Linked DNA regions of Mus musculus: all the other regions are linked to region 1. Evidence: chromatin contacts called from public Hi-C and promoter capture Hi-C data. All regions are on one chromosome and are shown on one strand. Each heading gives the region's core, a stretch centred on a gene start, on an enhancer-like site or on the middle of the called end of the contact. The rest is flanking DNA. Distances are from core to core; before and after follow the strand shown. Region 1 holds the start of Dnajc10 (DnaJ heat shock protein family (Hsp40) member C10). Region 2 holds the start of Plekha3 (pleckstrin homology domain-containing, family A (phosphoinositide binding specific) member 3). Region 3 holds the start of Itgav (integrin alpha V). Region 4 holds the start of Zc3h15 (zinc finger CCCH-type containing 15).

Region 1 (3,269 bases), core at 356-2,855:
GTAAAATCACTGATAGCAGGAAAAAGGTAATGAGTAGTAGTAGCTAGCTAGCTTTCAAGAAAAACACAGGCACACATATGCGAGAGAAAGAGAGAGAGAGAGAGAGAGAGAGAGAGAGAGAGAGAGATGGGGGAGGGAGGGAGGGACAGAGACAGAGATACTGAGAGAGACAGGGACAGAGACACAAAGGCTCTGGTCAATATGATGCTACCAGGATAAGACTCAGCAGTATTTCTTTTCTCTCCCAGCACGCTGCCCTTTCTAATACCTCCTCCCTTTCAGCTCCTTCCACGCCTGGAAAGCTTATCAAGTTCCTTTTTTAAATCTAATCTCATTTGTAGAGAATGCCTTCGAGGGAAAAACAAGGAAGCATGAAGCTTTTCCAAGAGGGTTGTACTTTTTTACATAACCGTTTAAGAACATCAGTATAAAAATAGATAACTTAAAAAAGCAGGCCACACAAGTTCTCTAAAGTGTTAGCACCAAGAGAAGATATTTTATAATAATTGCAAATCAATGCAATTTCACTGTAAAGCTCCTGTCTGGAGTAAAAACTAGGAAAACAAAGAGCACCAGGCATTGCTTGAGGGTAAAACCCTAACATTTAACCTTACAGCTAAACTAGTCCTCTTTAATATCTTCAAATGCTTTGGGGGAAAAAAAAAAGATCTAACTTCCCTAACCTCCTCAGTTTCAGCTCTCTTCCCTTAAGTCCGGATATGTTTCTAAGTATTTCTCCTTACCTGGGAACAGGCCTCACCTCACGTCTAACTCCCTTTTTTCACCCGCCTCCCCTAATAGCCCTTTGTAAAATATACTGACAGTAAAACAGAAATACCCAGACTGACAACCATCAGGAAGGAAAACAAATGAAGAACAAATCTCAACAAAGGCGACTTTGGGATAAGGTGTCCCTCGGCTTAGGGTGGGTTCAGGCAAAGCCTGGGAATAACTGAACAGCCTGGGGCCAGTGAGGCTGCAGGTAAACGCAGTGTTAATGAGGGATGCTGCCACCGCTCCAGAGCGGGATCGGGGAGAGGCGAAAGACAGAGGGTACGGGGCTGGCAAGGGTGCGCCTTGAGGTCCCAGGTCGGACCAGGGAGAGAGACCCCGAGTTAGAAAGTGCGAGCAGAAGGGGGCTCGCAGAGGTGGGGTGGAGGGGGCCGTGAAAACCCGGCGCAATGGGGGCACCGAGGCGGTGGGATGGGTCTGGCGTCCTCCCTCCCTGATGCCCCCGCAGTGCGTGGAGCCCGGCCCGCGCCCACCTCGGCGTCCTCAGCTACTGCCCCATCCTCAGGTCGCCGAGCTCCGGACCCGGCAGGACCGGACGCTGCCTGCGAACGCGCGCAGCAGCAATTCTGCCGCTCCCGTCGCGCCGGCGGGGCGGGGCCTGGCGCGGGGCATTGTGGGAAAGGCGTGGGCGAAGGCCGACGGGTGGCCAGCAGGGAGGGACGGGTGGGACCGCCGAGGCTGACGTGGCCTTCTGTGTGGCTGCGGCGGTGGCTGCGGGTCCCGCTCCTAGCCAGAGATAGGGAAGCATCCCGCAGCGCGGCCCACAGGCATCTTGCGGCCGTAGTCAACCGCTGGCGGAAGGAAGGGTGTGAAGCCCGCCTTTTCCGGTCCCGTTGCCAGGGCGACGGGAAAACCCGGGTGGAGAGATCCGGCTCTCTGGAGGTTTGGTTAAAGGGTGGGTATCCTTGAAAGGGCAGATTTGGCAGAAAGTGGAGAACTTGTCTGAATTGACCCCGTTGCCAGGGACCGGACAGAATAATTAAAGTTTTCTAGAAATAAAATTGTTTACAACTTTTATGTATCAACAAATATGAAGCGTTCTACAGGATTTCTGGATTTGTGAATCTGCCTTCTGATCCTCTCCTTTACTGGATTTGTTACAGAAACTGCAGTGTTTGAGTCATGACACTTTGACCGTTGAAGTAGACACATTAAAGTCCCTGAAAGAGGAAGTGATGGAAGCTGGTGGTAGTGATTTGAAATAAGTAGAAATTGATAGTGAGTCTTTGGGTAGTTAACCAGATGTCAGTTAATAATTTTATGGCTGTAGGACCTGTTGCTAAACCAACATATTGTAGGAAAGAAGCGGAAGTATAACGAACAAAGGCAGAAATATCAGAAAGAGCCTGAAGTAGCAGCTGTTAACCTGTACCAGGAACTGGCCGAAGTACACACGCGTTAACTCAGCCCTAAAATATTCTCGGGAGATACAGCTGATTATCATACACATGTCAAAATGGAAAATAAATGGGTAACTAAAAATTGAGGAAAATAAGATTAACACTTAAACAACCTAGTTCATTATGCCACGGTGATCCAAAACTCCTTAGAAAAAAATCTAAAAGCAAAACAGAGAACTGAAGAATCAAGTGGAAACTAATAGGTTTTTGTTACCATAGTGAATACATTTCAACTTATATTTTTAGATGGTAAGGAAGCTTCTTAAAGCTTTATTGTAAAGGACTGGAGTTGCATCTTACATAGTTTGCAACTCCTGAAGGGAGGATTCAAAGGAGATGCTTAGGAAAGGAAAAGCAGAGAAAACACAGACACACAGGCAGCATGCCACAAGTAATTTAAAGCAGTGTGTAAAACATTTTCTCTTCTCTGGGATATGTACTGGTGGGTAACAAGAGCAAAGACTTTCTGCTCCTAATAAATTGGATGATAGAGGGACACATTAGCCTGTTAGTTATTCAAATATATCTGTAATTAGGAAGGAAAAAATATGAAACACAGATCACAGTAAGACCAAAAGGTAGAAACGACCATCCAACAGCTTTCAGCTCATTTTAAGAGGTTTTATGGCTCAGTGGTTAAGATTACTGGCTGCTCTTCCAGAAGACAGAGTTCAATTCCCAACACCCACATGGCAGCCCACAACTATCTGTAACAGCAGTTCCAGAGGCTCTGGCACTCTTGCACAGACATGTAGGCAGAACACCAATGTGCATAAAAATAAACAAATCTTTAAAAATAAACTTAAAAGTCCTCCCCCTTTTCAATGGGAAGCTGAAGAAGAGTTTTAAGTGATGAAATGTTTTATGTAAGGATGACTTTGCTTAATTTGAAATGATCTTAAAGTTACAAGGAATTAAATGTTGTAGTACAAAAAAATTGTTTTTCTCAAAAGTTTGGGAGTAAGTTGACTTCTCCCATGACCCCCCCCACCCCCCAAAACTAGTGTGTGTTTTTTTCACAGATGGGATGCTTTCTTTTAAAAGTACAACCTTCGAATATGGGAAGTTTCTGTGAAC
Region 2 (3,269 bases), core at 301-2,800, 3.6 Mb after region 1:
CTCAAAGCTGATACCGCACCTCCACCAGCAATCAGTGCCCGCAAGGGCCCAAAGGAAAACTCTTAGCAAAAAGTGTCGGCCTGATGTCTCAAGGCTTCCAGTAAAAAACTGTCATTTGCATGATTATTTGGTTTTCCATTCGAGCAGAAAACACGGTGCATTATAAACATCAAGCCGCTGGCTATCGTAAATCTGGCTCTAGCCAGATACAACCAAGCATTTAGCCCTAGCAGGGTTTGCCTGCAGCTCCCCACAAGTTAGATGAACACTAGCTGAGTGCATCACAGGATGCTCAATACTGGGCAGAGTATGTGAGCAGCAGCAAGATGACAACTGCCCATCCTTTGTAACTAAGAATCTGAGAACTGCCCACAATTCCCTTCAAGCCGCCGGTTTTCCTCTAGTTCAGTGAGATCATGGGATTCAGAGGTTGGAAAGTACCTCTGGGACAAAATGGCTAACCACCCAGGCCTATCCAACTGGGGTCCTGAATGAATACCACCTGCCTTTGGTGTTAGTTCTTACAAAGATCACAGAGTATGTATGGATTTAAGGTGTGTTTTAAAAGCCAGACTTCCAATATCACAGGCAGGGACAGCCCCCTGCTGCTGATCCCATTTCTATACAAACAGCTTTCTTCTAACTACCCCACCAGGGAAACTTGCCCGCTCCTTCTGGGCTGCACTTCCAACCATTTCTCACAATGACTCGAATTCCCGTGGTGTTAAAAATGTGCTTTCTTCCACTATGTCTCACAATTACCCAAATTCCCAAACCTCACAGAAAACCAATCCTTAAGAACCTTCTCTGAGGATAGCTTCCAAAAGCACACTTGATGAGCTCAGCCAGCCGCAACAAGTGGACTTTCAAACCTGTGGTAAGAAAATGTAAAGGAATATACAAAAAAAAAAAAAAAAAAAAAAATCTTAAAATCAAATGCACACACACACTTTACAAATGCTGTCCATAGAGCGTGGATGAAGGAGACAGTGGATAAAAGAGATGATGGGATACTGTTTCCGAGGCACAAGGGGCAGTGCAGGTTTTTGGTGGTGTCCCATCCTCAGGCTGGTACGCAGTCTCGAACTCCCAATCGAAGAGGCCCGTAATGGGCCCCACGAGGGGCAGTGGAAGGGTCGGAGGGCATCGAGCGCGGAACTGAGTGCCGCGGCTTGCCAGGGGGTGCCCAAGGGCCCGACTGCCCGCCGCCCCACGCCGCCCGCCCCGTACCTGTGAGATAGTTGGTCCACTTGTACAGAACCCCCTCCATGCTTCAGAGCCCGGCGCCGCGCATCCTCCTGGCCCGGCGCCGGCCGCGCTGCTGCGGAGGCGCGGGCCCGCAGCCCTCCGCCCCGACCCGGCGGCCCTCAGAGGCCCGGCCGGCGGGCGCCCCGTGCTGCTCGGAGGCCGCGAGGCGCGGACATCCCCAGCGGGAACGGCGCGGCGACCCCCGGGACGACCCCAGCGCCCGCCGCCCTCCCGCTCCGCCACCGCTCCACGAGCCCCGGCGCTGCCCTCCTGCACGCCTGCCTTCCTTCCCCTCGGGCTTCCCGGCTTGTTTTCATTGACCCCGACGTCGCTTTCACTTCCTGGATGAAAGGGGCCGGCTCGGCCCACGAAACCCCTCCCCGGCGGCGGGGCTGCGGGACGGCCGCGTGCCCGAGGCTGCGCCGCGCGCCCTCGTGGGGCGGCTCCGCGGTCCCCCGCTCCCCGGCTGCCCCGCATCCGGACATCTCCAGTCCGCAGCAGACCAACTCCCGGGGCATCCTGCACAAGGCGGCTGCCGAAGGCCTCGCCTCCTTCGGATCTTTTTCAATAAAATCAAGGGTTGCTCATTTCTTGGAGCTTCCAGTGCTCACACTCCGGGGAAGTAGGAAGTTACCTCCTAGGAAAAGCTGGAGCAATGGCAAGGCCCTGTAATCCCAGCACTCTAGAGGCTGAGGCAGGAAGGACCAAAGGCCAGCCTGGGCTACATCCTTCTTTTAAGAAAGTAGTATGCAGGCCAGAGAGGTCCTCCAACAAGGTCTTATGGAACTAGGGTTGGCAAGATAGCTTTCCAAGTAAAGCGCTTGCCTCCGGGAGCTTGACCAGTACTGTCCTGGGGGCCTCACACAGTGGAAGGAAAGAACCTCATTTACACATGGGCCATGTTACACGCATCCCCCCCCCGGCCCCCCCCCCACACACACACACATTTTTTTTTCTTTTAATGTCATACATCACGATGTATGCCTTTAATACCAGCATTTAGGAAGCAGAGGAAGGCAGATGAGTTCTGTTAGTTCCAAGCCTGCCTGGTCTACGCAGTGACTTCTAGGCCAGACAGACCCCCCTTCTCTCTCTCTCTCTTTCTCTCTCTCTCTCTCTCTCTCTCTCTCTCACACACACACACACACACACACACACAGGAAAGAAGAGGTTAAGAAGAAAAATGTTAAGAAGGTATCGTGCATCCTATTTTTGTTTTGTTTTTAAAAGGATTTCTCTTAATTTTTTTTTAATCTCACTTGGAAGGGCGTCCTTACACACTTGACAACTTTTAGATTTAGAAAGTTTTGCAAATTCCAATTACTTTGCATAAAGCAGAGTCAGTATTGAGGTAGTGAAATCCCTGGCTTATCCTTCCAGGAAGGCTGACTGAATAGGGTGATCGGGATGTCCACTTGGGGAATCGACGAGCTGAATATTCAACAAATCACATAGAGTTCAGTAATGATAGTTCAACTGTGGAGGGCATCTGACACTTACCATAAAATTCGAGTTTTGTGTTGTTTGAAAGGTTTATCATACTAAAAGGATAAGGGGGATATATCAAGAGACTGGACTAATCTCTGTTGTCTATTAGCCAGCTGTGAAATTGGAACAAAATGTTCAATAGTCAGTTTTCCTGTCTGATGTGAATGAATTCTCATGGGAGAAAAAAAAAAAAAAAAAGCTTTTCTCTGCTAAAGGCCTTCACCTCAAGGGCGGCCTCAAGAGGTTAGGGACAGAAACACAAGTTATCTTTTGCAATGCCGGGCATGGGCTGCTGAAGCCCTGGAGACACTCCACTGTGTGTTCTGAGAGTCTCCTGGCTGCATGCGGTAGACATGGCCTGGAGTCTTTTTTCGCAGTACTCCAACTACCATATCCCCCCCTCCAAAAATATCCTTCAAGGACTTCCACAAATATCCAGAGAAGAGCAGCCAACCTATATTGTCAAGAACCTATTCTTCCAAAAATGTCTGCATCCACTGTGCCTGTCAAGTCCGTAGGGGCCTTAGAAGCCT
Region 3 (3,269 bases), core at 274-2,773, 3.4 Mb before region 1:
TATGCCTTGCACCTCCCCAAAACTAAATTGGGGGGGGAGTTGGGGGTTTGTGGTAAAAAAAAAATATGTTGTTACCCCAAGGGGTACACTAAGAAGTAACTAAAGAAACCGTTTCTTTGGAAATACAATGTAATAGACATGAAAAACATCAATTTAATCGGGGTTTCCTACACTAGTAGGGATGAGAATGATGCCAGCGTTGAGTCAAAGACAACTTTAATCCAAAAACACGACATTAGCCGTCACAAATCCTCAGGAACTTTGCAACACGGGACGTGAGTAATTTGAAAGCCTACGTGACCTGCTGTATTCTTCAGCATTGAAGTGACCTGCAGAGAGTGAAAACTCAGCAAACACCCTCGCTCTGTCTGAACAATGACCTAAATAGTGGACTAGAAAGGAGCAGATGACGCATTCCATTCATCTGGTGGACCTTAAACGCGCAAAGGTCTCATAGTCCTTTACAAATTAATACAACAATTTGGTCACTTTAGTCATCGGAGTGTCTAGAAGAGGAGTGGGAAAAAAACCGAGAGAGAGAGAGAGAGAGAGCGAGAGAGAGAGAATCAGACGAAGGAAGAGCTAATTTCAGAAAGCAAAAAGCACTAGGAAGAGGCTAACTGGTTGATACGGAAGAAAAAAATTCTGGGGCCAAGTGAAGCAAGTTACGGAATGACAAGAGATGGCCAAAAGTCTCGCAGGACAAGCCTGTACAGATGTCTCACTTTTCCTGGATGCTTAACAGAGCTCCTTCAAAGCTCTCTCGCACTGTCCCCAGCCAATCAGAAGAAGTTGGGGACACGGTGAAACTGGATGCTGAGTGTCAGGTTAGGTCATCCCCACAAAAGTTTCATCCATGCCAGACCTGGGCCAGCCGCGGCATGGAGAGAGTAGGCGGGTTTGGGGCCGGGAGGACCCTGGAGCCAGCGGCTGGGTGCGGATCCGCTGAGGGTGCGCGGTGGGGGAGGGGGCGCCTGGGGACTCGAGCGCGGCCACTTACGAGGACGTGCTGGGCTCGAAGAAGTCCACGGCGAATCCGAAGTAACTTCCCTCGGGACCCGCATACTCGGCGGGACTTTCGACGTCCAGGTTGAAGGCGTCGGCGAGGGGCAGCAGGAGACCCGGCAGCAGCAGCAGGAGGCCGCCGGGGCGAGGGCGTAGCAGCAGGCGCCCGGGAGCAGCCATCGCCGGGGCGCGCGCGGGGCGCAGAGCCGAAAGACTTCAGTCCCTGTCCCGGTGCTCGGTGGCCGCGGCCCGCCGCCTGCGCGCCCCCGAACTGCCGAGCTGTGCTGTGCGCTTGCGGTCAAGGGCGGCGGGGCGGCCGGGCGGCGCGAAGCTGAGCCGGGCGGCACCCAGGAGGAGCGGTGTCCGACCCGGGACTCCGGCTCTGTCGCTGGCTCGCGCGGTGCCTGGCGCTGAGAAGTGGCGGGGCGAGCACAGTACCTCGGAACCGTGAGCAGCCCGGACTGGGGGAGGAGGCCGGGGAGGAGGAGGAGCCGGCCAGGCCGGGCCGCCCCGCCGAAAGAGGAAGTCGCGCTCACGGTGGCCTCCCACAGGAGAAGGCCGGGCGCACTTCCGTGCGCGCTGGCGGCCGGTCCTCCGAGGCTGTCCCGGGACTGCGGCCCAGATCCAAAGGACCAGGGGGGCAGTGGCAGCGCGCCTCCAGCCGAAGCCCTGCAAGCCGGGGACTGGCTGCAATCAAAAGAAAAAGAACCAGGCACACCCCGTTCCCTGGTTCCTCCAGGCACTTCTGAGGGACTTTTGTTTAAGAATGCGGAAAGCTTTATCCGCTTCTCTTACTTCTGCCACTTAGCCCGGCAGGCGCTCACCAACAGAACTCTGTAATTATATGCCATTTCCCTCCCCTTCCATCCTCCACACACTGAACTTAATTATAAACTCCCAGAGGGCTAGCACAGCTCCTCCCGGATGCGGTGTGTGGAACTGGATCTCACTGGCTGACAAAAACGTTGCAAGGCAAAGTTTAGGTGATGAGCCTCTCAAATCCACCCAGAAGACTTCAAGCCTGTGCTTGGATCTTCTCTTTTCTTTCTTTTACTTCCTTTCCTTTTTTCTTTTCTGTTTCTTGCTTTCCAGTTCCAATTCTTCTTCTGGCCTCTGTGTGTATCAGGCATGTACGTGGGTCACACCCATACACACAAAATAAGTCTTTTTTGTTTTGTTTTGGTTTTTTTTGGTTTTTTTTTGTTTGTTTTTGTAAATTTGCTCAGTATTCCTGTGTTCTATGTATATCAAGTGCTAAACAATTTGATGAATGGGCCGGGAGTGGTGATCCATGCTTTTAATGTGGTGGCAAATGCTTTTAATCCTAGCACCATGAAGTGAGAAGCAGGAGGATCTGGTCTGTGTAGCAAATTCCAGGCTGGCCAGGCCTACAGGTAAGACCTTGTCTCAGAAGGGAGGAGGAAGAGGAAGAGGAGGAGCAAGATAAGAAGGAAGAGGAGGAAGAGGAGAAGGGTGAGACGAAGAAAGAAGAAGGAATGAAGAATTTGGTCAATAGGATAAAATGATTAAATATAAATGCATTGCTTAGGCCTTGCATACTTCCAAGTAAAGTAGTGGAGAATTTGAACTATTTTCCCAAAACAGTTATTAAAAATCAGTCCCAGACTAAGCACAGAGGCAGTAGGCCCCCCTGAGCCCAGTCAACATAAGAAGATCCCTGTCTCACACAGCAGAAAAAACACCTCAGTGTCAGCATGCATTCATCTCATAACATAAGTAATCATGTGTGGGGGTGTGGATAGCCTTAGTTGGGTTAAGCAAGTTGATTTTTAAAATGTAAAAAATAAGCAGCAAAACTGTTGGGAGATCTTATCAGCCACAGGCTAATACCTATGTAAAAGCCACCTCAGAGACAGGAAATCCTGTGTGGATACTTATACACAAGACCCTGTGGTTGCTCTTTCATTCCTTGTCACCATTTGGGATCAGAATGTGGGGTTTAAGAGGCAGACAATGATTCGTGGAGAGCAAGAATGTTCTGTGCACTCCCTGTGTTCTCTGCATCTCTTTCTGAAAACCATGCTGCCGGCCAGTCGGGTACCCTCAGGTCTAGAGACTAAAGACAAGTCTGGGATTTTCAGTTTCTCATTCAGATGGTCATCACACACAATTTTTGAAAGAAATCGTGCCTTTTACTGGATGGAAATGAAAAACTACGGCATTTTCTTACATGATAACTACTTGAGATTTGTTCTTAACATGTGAATAAACTGCACAGCTTATTCTAACTATAGCCATTTAAA
Region 4 (3,269 bases), core at 420-2,919, 3.3 Mb before region 1:
TGGTTATAGGTCCAAGTGGCCTGAAATACATTCTATAATGTTTTGTAACATTTATTTTTGAATGGAAATTTTACTGTTTTGTGGTCTATTTTATATTTATTCAATCTCAGTAGTTTGTAAGTAAAATGCTATTTCTGAATGTCCTTTGTTGGCACAATATTGAATTGCCACCAGATTATTATTCCCAGAGATTTAAGTCTCCCAAATCCTGATTTTTTTCTTCAGATGTAAAGGTGACAATTATTTTTCTTTCTTTTATTTTCCCTTGGACAAGAGTTTCTCTGTGTGCTCTGGCCATTCTGTAGACCAGGCAAACTGTCTACTGAGATGAAAGGCACACACCAGCACTGCTTGGCAACAGTTTTGCTTCCAGATGTTTGGCTACGGCAGTTCTACCTTAGAACTCCAACAGTCAGTAAATTATTAGATGTGTTCACATTAATTTTATTTAAATTAAATCAGCCAACTTTAACTACATACAATCTGACAAAAGATTAATCTCATTAGCGTGTATAAAGGAACCCTGGCGAATTCTCACTTCTATCTTTCAAGGCTATAACAATCAAATGTTGAAAAAAAACGATCATAAGCAAACATCTCATTTCGAAACCCCAAACATTCATTCTGGCTATTTTAATAAGAACGAGCCTACTAAAGGTTACTTTATACTCAGATGCTGTAAAATAGTCATCTTTTCTTCCAACTACATCCAAGTCTATGAGGTACCATTTACTTTTAAATGAGGATTAGTATGGAAGAAATACGTTTATCGAATGTGAAATTTCATTACCTATCTTAAGGAAACTCAAGTAGACAATCGTTGTAACCTGAGGAACATTTAAGAACATCAGTACCTTGCCTCACTCACTGAATGCCTACAAGTTCAATGCATTAAAAGACGCTCGTGTGTGTGTGTGTGTGTGTGTGTGTGTGTGTAGGTAAACTGGGAGCTCCCAATTTAACATAGGTACTGTGACAGAGCCTACGTTTAATTCAGACTCCATGTATGAACGAAGCATTCTGTACAAAACCGCTGGGCCACGCTTTTTGGGAAACCTCTGTTCTTGACACGAAAGTTTCCAGATGGACCAAACACCAAAAGAAACAACAACAACAAAAAAGTGGTAAATAGTCCGCTGGCTCTTGAAAATGAACAGCGCTACCTCTCACTGCCTGATAAAGAAAAAAACCAAACCCAAGGCGTCAGGTCAGTCAGGAGGGGCCTTCCAGAGCGCCACTCAGCTTGTTTTTTCAGGCACAGCCCGAGGAGCCGCGGAAAGTCGTGAGCATCGAAAGGCCGGGCCGGGGGTCCCTGGGCGGCCGAGTGGGCGCGGCGGGCGCGTGGGTGGAGACGCGGCGAGCGCGGGGGCGCAGCGGCCTCACTACAGCGATGAGGGGCGGCGAGAACCACTTCAGTCGGGGCCCACCGGGCCGGGCGCCGACACGTGGCCCCGGGGAGCCGCGCTCCGCAGCCCGGCGAGCCCCAGCCCGGTGCGGCGGGGAGGGGGAGGGGACGTACCTCGATGATCTTCTCCTTCTTCTTCTGCTCCGCCTTCTTGCTGCCCCCGGCCTGAGCCTGTTTCTTGGGGGGCATCGCGGAGGCGGGGGGCACCGGGCCGACTGCGACGCAGATGGCTACCGTCGGGGCGTCCGGCAGCTCGGCGGGAGCAGGAAGACCCAGCCGCCGCCGCAGCGCACGGAAAGCGACTCGCTCATTCGCCGCCCGGATGTGGCCTTTGCGACAGCACGGCGCCGCTATGCACTGTGGGGCGCGAGGCGAGGCGCCCGGAAGTGGAGCTGCGCGTGCGCTCCGGCTGCGCCGAGCCGGGAGGGGGCGTGGATGAGACGTGGGAACTGGGAAAGGCGCGGCGTGTGACGCCTCCTTTTGGTGAGGCGCTTGCCACTTGCTTGGCTTCGTCCTTCATTAGCACCGCGAGTGATGCCTCCTCACCTCACTTGTATAGACCCCTGGCGTAGAGAGTTCTAGATCTAGTTAGCACTGGACAGTACCATCTTGAGTAATCACGGAGCGGCTGCATCAATTATGAGCTACTGTCTTGTCCTCTGGAGGGGCAGGGTTGCAATGCAGCACCTTCAGTATGAAGTTGCGTAAAGAAATAAAGTTTCATTTGGAGATCGTCAGACGTGGAGTCCTAGTGGGTGAAATCCTTAGTTTCTCTTCAAGTCCTGTACTAATTTTAGGGGGCTGCCTTAACGATTCCGGAAAAAAAAAAATCACTATTTTACTATGTCAAACTAGCCTAACAGTATGGGCCAAGCCCAATTTAAGGTTAGTTTAAGTGTTTGGTAAATTCCATAATGACTTTACACACACGATTTCACTCATTACATCTACACTGAGGTACGAATGGTTAACTGTTAGCACTGTTTGAGATGAAACGCAGAAAGAAAGGTGGCTAAATGTAAAATCCAAGATAAGAATTTCAGCCTGGTTAGTCTTGCTTCAGGGCTCTGTTTATATTGTAGACTAAACCAAAAGTATGGCTTTTGATATGCAAATGAATCTACTATTTTTTATTCAGCCAAATACTGACTTTAAAAAAGCACACAATGAATGGCTGTTCTTTTGCATGGTTACTGTTTTACCTACATTGATTAACAGAAGAATCATCCTTCCAGAGAAGGGAGTTATTAGTTTTTCAACAATTTCATAAGCAGAAAACTACTTTGGAACCCTAATGCCACCATGAGGGAAATGGACAGTGTTCATCTGATGGCAACCAAAGCAAAAAGAGACACTTAGGGGCAGGGGACCCAATATTCCTTTCAAGGGCTTTCCCCAGTGATCTACTTCCCTTCATGTGTTCCACTCTCCCTAGGAGTGTCACCCAACTCAACAGGAGCCTTTGTGGAACACTGTGACAGTTTACTTTTCTGTATTATTTATTCTTCAGAAGTTGATTAAGAATTCCTGTAGTAGCAGAATGTAGTAATCTTAATATCCCCCTTTTTAGTGATTCATTTAATGTCTCTAATTTTAAAGAATTTTTTTATGGCAATCGTAAGTATGGAAAAGTTGTAAACAATCTAGAATTTCACAGTCATAGCTGAAAAATCATAGTTCACTATTATCTTTTGTTCCTAACTTCTAACTAAACCTATCCCATGCTAATGCTAGACTATGTGACCAATATTCTTAATATATTCTCTTATATGGAAATTAGAGTTGGTTTTAGTTGTTTATAACCAAAATTTGTTATGGACTGAACTGTTATGGGCTGAATTGTGTTTTCAAAACTCACAACGTC

What was found. Promoter capture Hi-C pulls out the DNA fragments that hold promoters and counts their contacts. Hi-C and Micro-C count contacts between places; a contact is called where the count stands out from the background.
Region 2: a Hi-C map of B cells shows a contact between it and region 1, with 7 read pairs. The contact joins the promoter of Plekha3 here to the promoter of Dnajc10 in region 1. A contact is called at or near these places in 2 of 39 promoter capture datasets (the C10 cell line and pre-B cells) and 3 of 484 Hi-C or Micro-C datasets (B cells, cerebral cortex and natural killer cells).
Region 3: a contact with region 1 is called in a promoter capture Hi-C map of pre-B cells, with 2.4 times the contacts expected there. The contact joins the promoter of Itgav here to the promoter of Dnajc10 in region 1. A contact is called at or near these places in 2 of 39 promoter capture datasets (cranial neural crest and pre-B cells) and 1 of 484 Hi-C or Micro-C datasets (pre-B cells).
Region 4: a promoter capture Hi-C map of pre-B cells shows a contact between it and region 1. The contact joins the promoter of Zc3h15 here to the promoter of Dnajc10 in region 1. A contact is called at or near these places in 3 of 39 promoter capture datasets (cranial neural crest, liver and pre-B cells) and 3 of 484 Hi-C or Micro-C datasets (B cells, CD4 T cells and pre-B cells).

The regions. Positions count from the first base shown.
Region 1 is chr2:80,313,802-80,317,070 of GRCm38.p6, reverse strand. It overlaps Dnajc10 (DnaJ heat shock protein family (Hsp40) member C10), which reads right to left and starts at 1,605. Exons shown (of 23, transcript NM_024181.2): 1 at 1,266-1,605.
Region 2 is chr2:76,673,596-76,676,864 of GRCm38.p6, reverse strand. Plekha3 (pleckstrin homology domain-containing, family A (phosphoinositide binding specific) member 3) reads right to left here and starts at 1,550. Exons shown (of 8, transcript NM_031256.3): 1 at 1,231-1,550. The coding sequence starts at 1,270. It overlaps Gm39860 (a long non-coding RNA gene), which reads right to left and starts at 1,224. Exons shown (of 2, transcript XR_866494.2): 1 at 1,015-1,224; 2 at 1-872.
Region 3 is chr2:83,722,651-83,725,919 of GRCm38.p6, reverse strand. It overlaps Itgav (integrin alpha V), which reads right to left and starts at 1,523. Exons shown (of 30, transcript NM_008402.3): 1 at 1,001-1,523. The coding sequence starts at 1,185.
Region 4 is chr2:83,642,978-83,646,246 of GRCm38.p6, reverse strand. Zc3h15 (zinc finger CCCH-type containing 15) reads right to left here and starts at 1,669. Exons shown (of 10, transcript NM_026934.3): 1 at 1,520-1,669. The coding sequence starts at 1,594.